Regions from separate parts of the Mus musculus genome. Here all the other regions are linked to region 2. Evidence: chromatin contacts called from public promoter capture Hi-C and targeted proximity ligation data. All regions are on one chromosome and are shown on one strand. The core of a region is the stretch at or near the end of the contact, and the rest is flanking DNA. Distances in the headings are between cores, read along the strand shown. Region 1 holds the start of Majin (membrane anchored junction protein). Region 2 holds the start of Capn1 (calpain 1). Region 3 holds the start of Gpha2 (glycoprotein hormone alpha 2).

Region 1 (3,234 bases), core at 443-2,942, 170 kb before region 2:
GTGTTTGTCATGCAAGTGTGAAGACCAAAGTTAGGGCCTCCAGCACCCATGTAAATGTCTGGTGAGCTGGAATGCCAGCCTCAGGAGGTAGAGACAGGGATCTCCACAGCAAGCTGCCTAGCAAGACTGGTTGCACTCACAAGCTCTAGGTTTGATTGAGAGGCATCACCTCAATTGGTGAGGTTGAAGAGTAATGGAGGCCAAATTCTAACATCAACTTCAGGCCTCGTACACATGTGAATACACATACACACACTACATATACATGAAAATGAAAAAAGAAAAAGAAATGTTAAAAAAAAAAAAGCAAACCCAGTTTGCTGAGAGATACCCGGTTACCTGAACACCTAACCAAAGACACACACACACGCCCTTCCTGGGGAAACAGGGGATTTTAGGAAAGAAATTTCTCCAAATATTTTTCTTTAAATATAATTGTTTCTATTATTATTTTGTGTATATCAGTGTTTTGCTTCTATATATGTCAGTACACCACATTGAGCCTGGTGCCCACAAAGGCCAGAAGAGGACATCAGATCCCCTGGAACTGAAGTTACTGATGGCTGTGGACCCCCATATGAGTGCTGGGAATCAAAATCTGGTTCCTCTAAGAGGAACCTGCGCACTTAATCTATGAGCTATTTCTCCAGCCCCAGAAAATATGTCAGTAGTCCATCCCTATGATCCTAGCACTCAGGGTGGAGGCAGGATCAGAAGTTCAAGGTCATCCTTAACTATGTGCTGAGTTTCAGGCCAGCCTGGGTTACATGAGACCCTGATTCCATGAGTATCCAAACCAAAAACAAACAAACAAAACAAACAAAAAATAAAGAAATGAACAAAACCACCAAGCAACAAAGACTGCAAAGCAAACCAAAACACAAGAAAAAAACAACAAAACATGTGACAGGAAGCATGTCAATGAAAAAGTCGTGTGTGTGTGTGTGTGTGTGTGTGTGTGTGTGTGTGTGTGTGTGTGCGCCGCTATTAAACCTGGGTTAGGGAGTAGTTAAAAGCCAGAATGAACACTTCCTTTGACTATCTGGAAGTTTCTGTACAGAAGGACTGGGTGGGGGCAGTGTCTGAGAAAGCTGGATCGGTGTCCTAGGCAAACATGGCACCACCCTGGACATGAGAGGGTTGAAGAGCACTCCTCACTAGCCCAGAAGACATAGCTCTCATCATCTCTGAGCTGGTTACCCTCTGGAGGCTCATGGCGGCCATTCCCTGCCACTGCCACCCCAGCTCTCCACCCTCTTCAAGCTTCCAGTCTGCACCAGTGCCCAGCCTGCCCTTCAAGGCCTTATAGCCAACGGCCGGGTTGGGCAATCCCCAAGCCAGGCCTCAGGGACCAGGGTCCTCCAGAGGCTGCGTGTGGGGCCCGGCCCAGAAACTTCCCTCCAAGGCGGAACCCGCTCAAAGCCCGGGGACACCAGCAGCGGGGCGGCGGTTACCTCAGCCTCGAAGCGCTCAGGCGCTGACAGCCACACTTGTCGCTCGCACACTGACTAGGGTTCCTCCAGCACCTCAGAAAGGTGGCCACGCTTGACTTTCTGCTCAGAAATCTTTTTTTTTTTTCCAAGAGAGGACGTCGAAGTCAAAAGACTGCGGGCCAGGGACTCAGGTTCTCGTCGGTCTCCTCTGAACTCGGCCTTTAGCTTGATGTGCACAAGCGAAGCCTTGGAACTTCCCGCCAAATCCTCCGCGCACGCGCAGATTTGAGGCAGGGCGGGGTTTCACAAAACTGAAGCCTGCGCAAGAACACCTAACTTCTGAGCGTCACGCGCAGCCTCATGACCTATCCCTTAACTACTATTATTGTTTCTTGAAAAAAACCTTTCTCGCGCCGGGCATGATGGCACACGCCTTTAATCCCAGCACTGGGGAGGCAGAGGCAGGCGGATTTCTGAGTTCGAGGCCAGCCTGGTCTACAAAGTGAGCTCCAGGACAGCCAGAGCTATATAGAGAAACCCTGTCTCCAAAAACAAACAAACAAAAAACCCCATTCTTGTGTGTGTGTGTGTGTGTGTGTGTGTGTGTTTTACAAGCAGCATTTTGCTTCCTTCCACCATGTAGGTTCTGGGAATGATGTGCCGGATGCCCAAGAGCGTTTTACACTGAGATTTACGCATGCATTGCTTTCTTCCCACCTGCGCACCTGCTCCAGTCGGGTAAAACTACTTTGAGGTCTCTCCTCTGTGCCAGGCACTCTCCATACACAGCACTGTGGTGTATGCTTGCCTTTCATCCTCATTGCCAGACCCTAGGGCAGATCTTTTGTAGTCTGATTTAATCCAACCAGGAAATGAAAGGATTTATGAAGTCAGGATGCTTGATCAGTCATGGTATTCTGCTTCCTGTTGGTCGGGTTTTATGTTCTGAATCATTAGGGAATTTGGCATCCTTGCCTACACAGCCTAGTGTGCTGGACTGGTGATGATGGGCCCGCATCTGTGGGAGATGGACCCATGGCTCTCCATTGTCCAAGCTCTGCATTTCTCTGCTTAACCTGCTGTTCCCTCTGTAAGGACTGTCCCTCCCCACCCTCAGCCCTTCCACATGCCTCCTCTTCATACTTAGAGCCATTAAGCACCTACTGGCTTAGGAAACTGGATCTCAGGGGTGGAGTTGTTTTATCTAAAGAGGACCTCATGGGCTGGGATGTAGCTCATTGGTTGGGTGCTTGCCTACCATGCACAAGGCTCCAGCGGCGCATATCTGAGCGGGTGCTGGAGCTCCCTGTAATCCTGCATTCAGGAGCAGAGGACCAGAGAGTCATCCTGGAGAACACAGGAGTTTGGGATACATGAGACCCTGCCTCTAAAAACAGAAGGCTGGTCATGGAGGCCCACCACTAATCCAAGTCAGGGGAGGCAGAGACAGGTAGAGCTGAGTTCAAGGCCAGCCTACTATCCTGTCTCCTTTAGCCTAAATATAAGCCTAACCATACCCTGATCCTTTGTTCACAGGAACTCCCAGGACAAATCCTGTCCTTGGAAAGGGGTGGGCTTGTAGGCAGGAGAGGCAGAATGGTAGATCAGAGATTCCATTGCTCTAATACCTAATACCCTGAAGACTCAGGATCCTCTTGAGACAGGGTCAGAATAGTTCATGTCTCCTTTAAGAACCCCTGCTGCCTATATAATCCCTAGGTCCCTAGAGCTGAGGGAGGAGCCTCTTTATAGCTTCACTTCCTACCACACCTAGGGCTCCTCCCCAGTCTCTCCCCGGCTC
Region 2 (3,388 bases), core at 641-3,140:
ATTAAAGGCCTGTGCCACCACTGTCCTGCTACAACATTCTTTGATCGGGCTGCCCATGTCTCTTGACCCCTTCAGCCCACCCTTATTTAACCTCCTTTGCTTGTACAATTCTGAGCCACCTCCAATAGAATGACATCTAAACTAGCAGGGCTTAGTGGTAAATTCTGTAATCACAGCAGTTGAGAGGTGGCGGCAGGAGGATCCGGAGCTGAAGGCCAGTCTCAGCTACATACAGTTCAAAGTCGGCCTAGGCTACGTGAGACCTTATGTCAGGGAGGGAAGAGCTGGCGAAATAGCTTGGCAGTTCTAGAGGGCTTGCTGCTCCTCTAGAGGTGCTGGGTTCAGTTCGCAGCCTTCACATCAGGCAGCTCTTTGATTGCCTGTAACTCCAGCTTGTGAGGGTCTGAAACCCTCTTCTGCCCTCTTGTGCTTACTTGCATGCATGTGCACACATAAATAAAACAACAAAAATCTGAACCCCTGAATCTGCCTAACCCTGCCACTCTCCCCTCTTTTCTCCCCGGAGTAAGCAACACCCGCTACACCTCATGTCCTCTACCTGCCTAGGCTTTCTTCAGGCACCACCCTACCTCTCCCCCGCCCCCGGCCACGCGCATCTCCCCACCCTTGCCAAAGTTCCTGCCTTTACTGACACCTGCATTAGATGAGGCTTCAGTCGGGGAAAGTGTGTGGACCAACCCTTCCTCTCCATTAACCATGAAGGCAGAGGCGTCTTCATCAGCTCATGCCCAGCTGAGCATAACGCCCAGGTGCGAAAGTTAGACGCAGTCAGCTCTTAACTTTTGGAGTGTCGAGGTGCCTAGAATCCCAAGAAAAGCACCATCTATTCAATGAATGCTTGTCCATCTTATGTAGCTTGATCGGCCATGCTGTGACCTCTATAACTGTGAAGAGCCTTGGGACCGCTCCAATCCCTCTGCATCCTTGATGCTCCAAACTCTTGTAGTGCGCCCAGGGGGATCTGCAGGTCCTGTGTGAGCCTGCCCTGGTGTTCCGGGCCTCTGCTGCCCTCTCCCGGGTCAGGTAACCCCCACAAGGGAGCTGATCCCAGGTGCGCAGACCAATTACTTGAAAGAGAAGGCCAGAATGCTACACAAAGATTGGCTAAGGCCATTGTCCCTCTTTTTTTTCTGCACGGTTGGGGAAATCGAGGCACGGATTTACCTAAGGCCATGCAGGGTGTGCGCAAAGACCGCTAGGGCGGAGTGCTAGCTCTGCAGGCCTGCGCCCTAAGGTGAGGGGGTGGGGAGCTGGCTCAGCCCTACAGCGGGTCTGCGGCAGGGACCGGCCGGGGTGGGGCTACCGTTTGTCTAGCGTCCGGCAGAAGTCAGCTCTCATCCAGCCAGGGGCAGCTCCAGCAAGCAGTTGCAGCCACCAGAGGTAATCCCTGCTTCGCCGAGCGCCGGCTGGGCTGGAAGACAGCTGCAACCCAGAGGCACGCGGGGGCGCAGGAGGCGGGTGGAGGACTGTGTTGGCGGCGTCACTGAGCCGGATCGTCCCCAGTACCTTCCCGGAGGGCGACATAGGGTGGGGCCGGCGGCTCTGCAACTCGAGCTGCGGCCCTAGTTAAAAATACCCCTTGCCCTACCCTCTCTCTGGCCGGCGGTGCCCTTCTGTCCCAGTCCAACCCTTCTCACCCGGACCGGCGACCGGCTCCTCCCGGGAGACAACTCTGCCATTTACCAATTTGTCCTCTCGCAGAGCTGGCTTAGAGTCTGCAGAGGAAGGGGGCGGGGGGAGGGGACTGAAAGACACCCTAAGTAAGAGATAGTAAAAAAGTGTTGCGGGGGAGATAAGGGAGAGCCTAGAGGGAGCGGGGTAAGAGCCTCGGGCGTAGGTGGAGGACCAGGGAGGGAGGGACCAGGGCCGAGGGGCGGTGGAGGAGGGCGGGGAGGAGGGCAGGGAGGAGGGCAGGGAGGAGCGCTCTTCCTGGTTGGGCCCTGCCCTGAGCTGCCACCAAGGAAGCCAGCCCCAGGGACCGCAGCAATCTCCCAAACTCCCCTTCCCCAGGTAAGAAGTTGGGTGTCCAGACTACGACTGTTTGACCCAGGCCACTGCTTCTGGGGTTAGGGGGCTGTCGCTGATCAGCCCCTGCTTCAGGTCTTCTGTGTGTTTGCCTGAGGGTTAAGGGTCCGGAAGCAGCTCAACCCAGGCGCTCAGCTCAACCTGTCCGCTGTAGCTGGGCCAGTGTCCAGTGCTCTGATGTTCAGCTTGTGGAAAGGCATCAGTGCGTGGAGTTTTCAGTTCCTAAGCCGAGGAAAGGGGCAAATGAACTAGATGCTTGGCAGCTTTGTGGAGGGGAAGTTACAGGCAGGCAAATGGTGTCAGGGATCGTACCTGGAGTACCTCTGCTCTGCTGCTGTGGCTGGCCTCCACCCTATCCTACCTGCCTGGATGGCTGATACCAAACTGTCACCTCTGGGCGGTAAGAATAGGGAAAAGAGAGGTGGTGACCAGGATACCTAGAAACTGGACACCCCTTTCCAGATTCTGAGAGCCTAACAACAAGGTGGCTGAGAGTCCCAGGCACTGTAAAGGGAGCAGTGACCCATGTTTGGGGAGGAATGAGTCCAGGAGAATGTCGGCAGGCAGTTGTGTTTTATCCCTGGGAAGGCCTGCATCTCTACCAGGCCCATGTGTTCCCCAGGATGACAGAGGAGTTAATCACCCCTGTGTACTGCACCGGGGTGTCAGCCCAAGTACAGAAGAAGCGGGACAAGGAGCTGGGCTTGGGCCGCCATGAAAACGCCATCAAGTACCTGGGCCAGGATTATGAAACGCTTCGGGCAAGATGCCTGCAGAGTGGGGTCCTCTTCCAAGACGAGGCCTTCCCTCCGGTTTCTCATAGCCTGGGCTTCAAGGAACTGGGTCCTCATTCCTCTAAAACCTATGGCATCAAATGGAAGCGGCCTACGGTAAGAGGGCCACTCTGGGTGGAACTTGGTTCTGATGGTGGTGGGCAATGGGACTGGGCCCCCCCATTATTCGTGGTGTCTGGGTACCAGTTTCTAGGAGGGACTGGCCCAGGAACATGACCGTGGGTCTTGTAGGAACTGATGTCAAACCCCCAGTTCATCGTGGATGGAGCCACCCGGACAGACATCTGCCAGGGAGCACTGGGTAGGCCCCCAGGGGTGGGGTTCTGGGCGTTTGCCCCATTGTAGTTCTCCGTTCCCGTTCCATTGGGCACTGCCCCAACTCCTCCCTCCTGCAGGTCCAGACAGGTTTTGACTATCAGCATAGGTGCTGGTTCGCCCAGATTCCTGGGTCTTTTCTGTAAGCGGAGGGGAGATGAAGGGTACCCCACCCAGGGAATCCCTGGTGGCCCCCGGCATCCCACATACACAGCACCTCCCTCCCCTGGGCA
Region 3 (3,086 bases), core at 23-2,522, 210 kb before region 2:
GGTCAGAGCCCCGAGTTTGAGATACCCATGACATGTCAGTGGCAGGACCGGAGCCTGAGCCCTTCGGGGACTAGTAGCGGGAGAAACGGCACATATCACACTGGCAGGCCCTTGCAGTAAAGATCTCAAGCTCCCCACGCTGGTTCCCCACGCACTGCAGCCACACCCTCACCTGTTGGAGGAGGACCCAAGTTTGTTCCCATTCCACCCCACCCTCACGCCCCCATCAGGTTCGAACCCCTGGGTCCTCACCCTCACACCTGGTCAGGTTCGGGCCCCTGGGGGTCCCCACCCTTATGGCCCGGTCAGGTTCGGGCCCCTGGGGGACCCCACCCTTACACCCCGGTCAGGTTCGGGCCCCTGGGTCCCCACCCTCATACCTGGTCAGGTTCGGGCTCCTGGGTCCCCACCCTCACACCAGGTCAGGTTCGGACCCCTGGGTCCCCACCCTCACGCTCCATCAGGCTCAGGCCCCTGGGTCCCCACCCTCACGCTCCATCAGGCTCAGGCCCCTTACCTTTCTGAGGCTGCTGATGGTGCAGCACTGGGAGGAAGAGGTGATGTTGTGCCGATAGCCACTGGCCACCAGCACAGAGTACCGGGAAGGGAAAGCACTAGACTCACAGTGTCCTACACAGGCCTGTGCCACGTGGGAGCCCTGGCAAGTGCCGAGGCGATCACTGCGCACCGTCACATTGAAGGCTGGAAGCAGAGAAGGGAGCAGCCGGTGAAGGCCGTGCTGGCCGGGTTACCCGTCCATCCGCTCCCCAAGCAGAGTTACTCACGGTGCAAGTGGCAGCCTGGGATGGCTGTCTCTGGGCTATGCCCTTCAGTGACTGCCAGGCCCAGCAGGCAAAGGAGCAAGACTCGTGGTGCCATGGGCATCTGCAAAGGACTGGGTGGGAAGGGAAGTCTTTGAAGTTGTGCCTCTCCACCAGCAAGCCAGGCTTCTGGGTCTCCTTATTGGTGAGGTGTGCTGGGTAGTGGTCTTTATCATCTCTGCCTTTGGTAGGAATGTGTGTGTGTGGGGGGGGTTGCTTCCCTGCCTCAGCTACTCTGGAAGGGTGTGAATAGCCACTTATATGTCATCCTATGCATTCTCCCCTGGAATGTCCTCACCATCTGCGGTACATATCAATTTCCCCATCTATGTGCCACTTTGGCTACAAGGCCCTGGCCCACCACCCCACCCTCCCTGGCTCCACCCCTCCCTTCCTGGCCCCACCTCCTCAGCCTCAGCAGCTTACCAGTCCAACAGCAACTGAAGACTCCTGGTGCCTCCTGCTGGTCTCCAAACTGGAGCTGGCTCTCCAGGCTTTTATTTGCTGGTGTTTTAGAGCCCCGCCCTCCCAGATATCAGATTTCAGGCCCCTCCTAGCCTGAAGCCTCCGCACAGTCCCACCTGGAGATCAGGGTCTGTGGTTTCTTCAGAATGCAGTCTCCACTGACATTTCCCTTTCTCTTTAGGCTGTCTAGTGCTGAATACTAGAGGGAGTGAGGCAGGCCCAGGAGTGGCCCAGTGTGACCTGTGGGCAGCTGGATTTTCTTCATCCTCTGTGAGCCTAGGCAGGACTCTTGCCTGATCAGCCATTCTCTGTTGAAAAACTACTATGTCTTTTAGTGATTACAAAGGAATGGGGCTGAAAATCAACTTTTTTTTGTTTTGTTTTTGAGACAGGGTTTCTCTGTGTAGCCATGGCTGTCCTGGAACTCACTCTGTAGACCAGGCTGGCCTGCTCTACAGAAATCCGCCTGCCTCTGCCTCCCAAGTGCTGGGATTAAAAGCGTGCGCCACCACCACCCGGCTTTCAACTTTTTTTCTTAAAAGACCATCTCATACATCTCAGGGGCAACCTTGAGCTTGGTCTTCCTTCCTCCTCCTCCTAAGCCCTGGAGTCACAGGCAGGAGCCACCATATTCATGCAGTTCATGCTGTGCTGGGGTCGAGCCCAGGGCCTTATGAATGCTAAGGAGGGACTCCACCAGGGGAGTTACATCCCCAGTCCAAGAACAAGATTGTTTTGTTCAAGGGCACCTAAGCTGTGCTTGCTGGCAGACTAGGGGTAGGGCCATTTCGGTCTCCCAGAGTCCTGGGAGTGCTTCCTTATCATGTGGCTGGTTGCAGAGTAGAATTCTGAGCTAGAAAGTCTCCCTAGTCCCTGGAATAGCAGGGACCAGTCTACATTAAAAGCAGAGCTGGACTCCAACCTCTGGCTCTGTTGAGTCTAACTCTGCTTACAGAGGAAAGGCGCCCTACTAAAAGCCTCATTCACATATCATACTATGGATCCATGGTGCTAAGTTACACCTAGGACAAGAATGTGACAGGTTGAGGGCTGTGGGTGTGGTTCTGTGGCAGAGCGCTTGCCTGGAAGCTTAGGGTTCTGAGTTCCATGTATTTTTGGCACCATAAAACAAGCAAGCAAGCAATAACAAAGCCCTTAGTCAACATTAGCTGGAGGTTGAGTGAAGAAGCACCCAGACCAAGGTCTGTGGTGATTATAGGCAGCCCCGCTTAGACTACTCACCTGCTTAGAAGAGTGGGACAACCCACAGCTGCCAGAGCTCGAGGGCTCCTCAGAGCTTTCCAAATCCTACCTCTCACTTTCCAGATAATCAGAAGGGGTAGCAGAGGTTCTTATGTTAGCTGGTCCCAGTCAGCACAGGCACGCAGATCTCCAGGCTCCGGAGCTGTGTCCGTCAGCAGCAGTAGTCAGTGAAGTTATGCTCAGTCGGGATTATAGTACAAATGTAGTAAACAGGGTTTGGGAGAAACTGATATGCCCATGTCGCTCACCCCCACCCCTACACCCTTGCTCGCCTTTAGTGTCCCCTGTTCAGGCTCCAGATCCTGGGTTGTCTGGCTCTCCAGAGCACCCTCCTTCTTCCTTTTCCCTATCAAAGGTAGAGACAGCCAAGCAAAGGGACTCAGAGGAACCCAGCACTTTAGACCCAGGCTTCCCAGTAGGAACTCTGTGGCATGCGACAGAGAAATGGCTGTATAAAGACCAGGGGTAGTCCATTCTAATATTGAACCTTATTAAAAGTTAAAAAGCTAGAACGAGTTTTCCTAAATTTCCACCCAT

Evidence for each region. Promoter capture Hi-C pulls out the DNA fragments that hold promoters and counts their contacts.
Region 1: a contact with region 2 is called in a promoter capture Hi-C map of the SN4741 cell line, with 3 times the contacts expected there. A contact is called at or near these places in 1 of 39 promoter capture datasets (the SN4741 cell line), 1 of 484 Hi-C or Micro-C datasets (bone marrow-derived macrophages), 1 of 130 datasets of targeted methods (embryonic stem cells) and 1 of 9 other capture datasets (liver).
Region 3: a contact with region 2 is called in a targeted proximity ligation map of pancreatic cancer cells. A contact is called at or near these places in 3 of 39 promoter capture datasets (the SN4741 cell line, liver and neural stem cells), 8 of 484 Hi-C or Micro-C datasets (CD4 T cells, CD8 T cells, Sertoli cells and 4 more), 2 of 130 datasets of targeted methods (extraembryonic endoderm stem cells and pancreatic cancer cells) and 3 of 9 other capture datasets (adipose tissue, liver and pancreatic islet).

The regions. Positions count from the first base shown.
Region 1 is chr19:6,182,803-6,186,036 of GRCm38.p6, reverse strand. It overlaps Majin (membrane anchored junction protein), which reads right to left and starts at 1,692. Exons shown (of 11, transcript NM_001165919.2): 1 at 1,455-1,692.
Region 2 is chr19:6,013,749-6,017,136 of GRCm38.p6, reverse strand. Capn1 (calpain 1) reads left to right here and starts at 1,890. Exons shown (of 22, transcript NM_007600.3): 1 at 1,890-2,031; 2 at 2,669-2,936; 3 at 3,072-3,141. The coding sequence starts at 2,670. Gm10814 (predicted gene 10814) reads right to left here. Exons shown (of 5, transcript NR_045783.1): 2 at 2,781-2,908; 3 at 1,325-2,268; 4 at 654-820.
Region 3 is chr19:6,224,587-6,227,672 of GRCm38.p6, reverse strand. It overlaps Gpha2 (glycoprotein hormone alpha 2), which reads right to left and starts at 1,272. Exons shown (of 4, transcript NM_130453.3): 1 at 1,248-1,272; 2 at 786-895; 3 at 518-702; 4 at 1-172. The coding sequence starts at 885. The coding sequence ends at 71.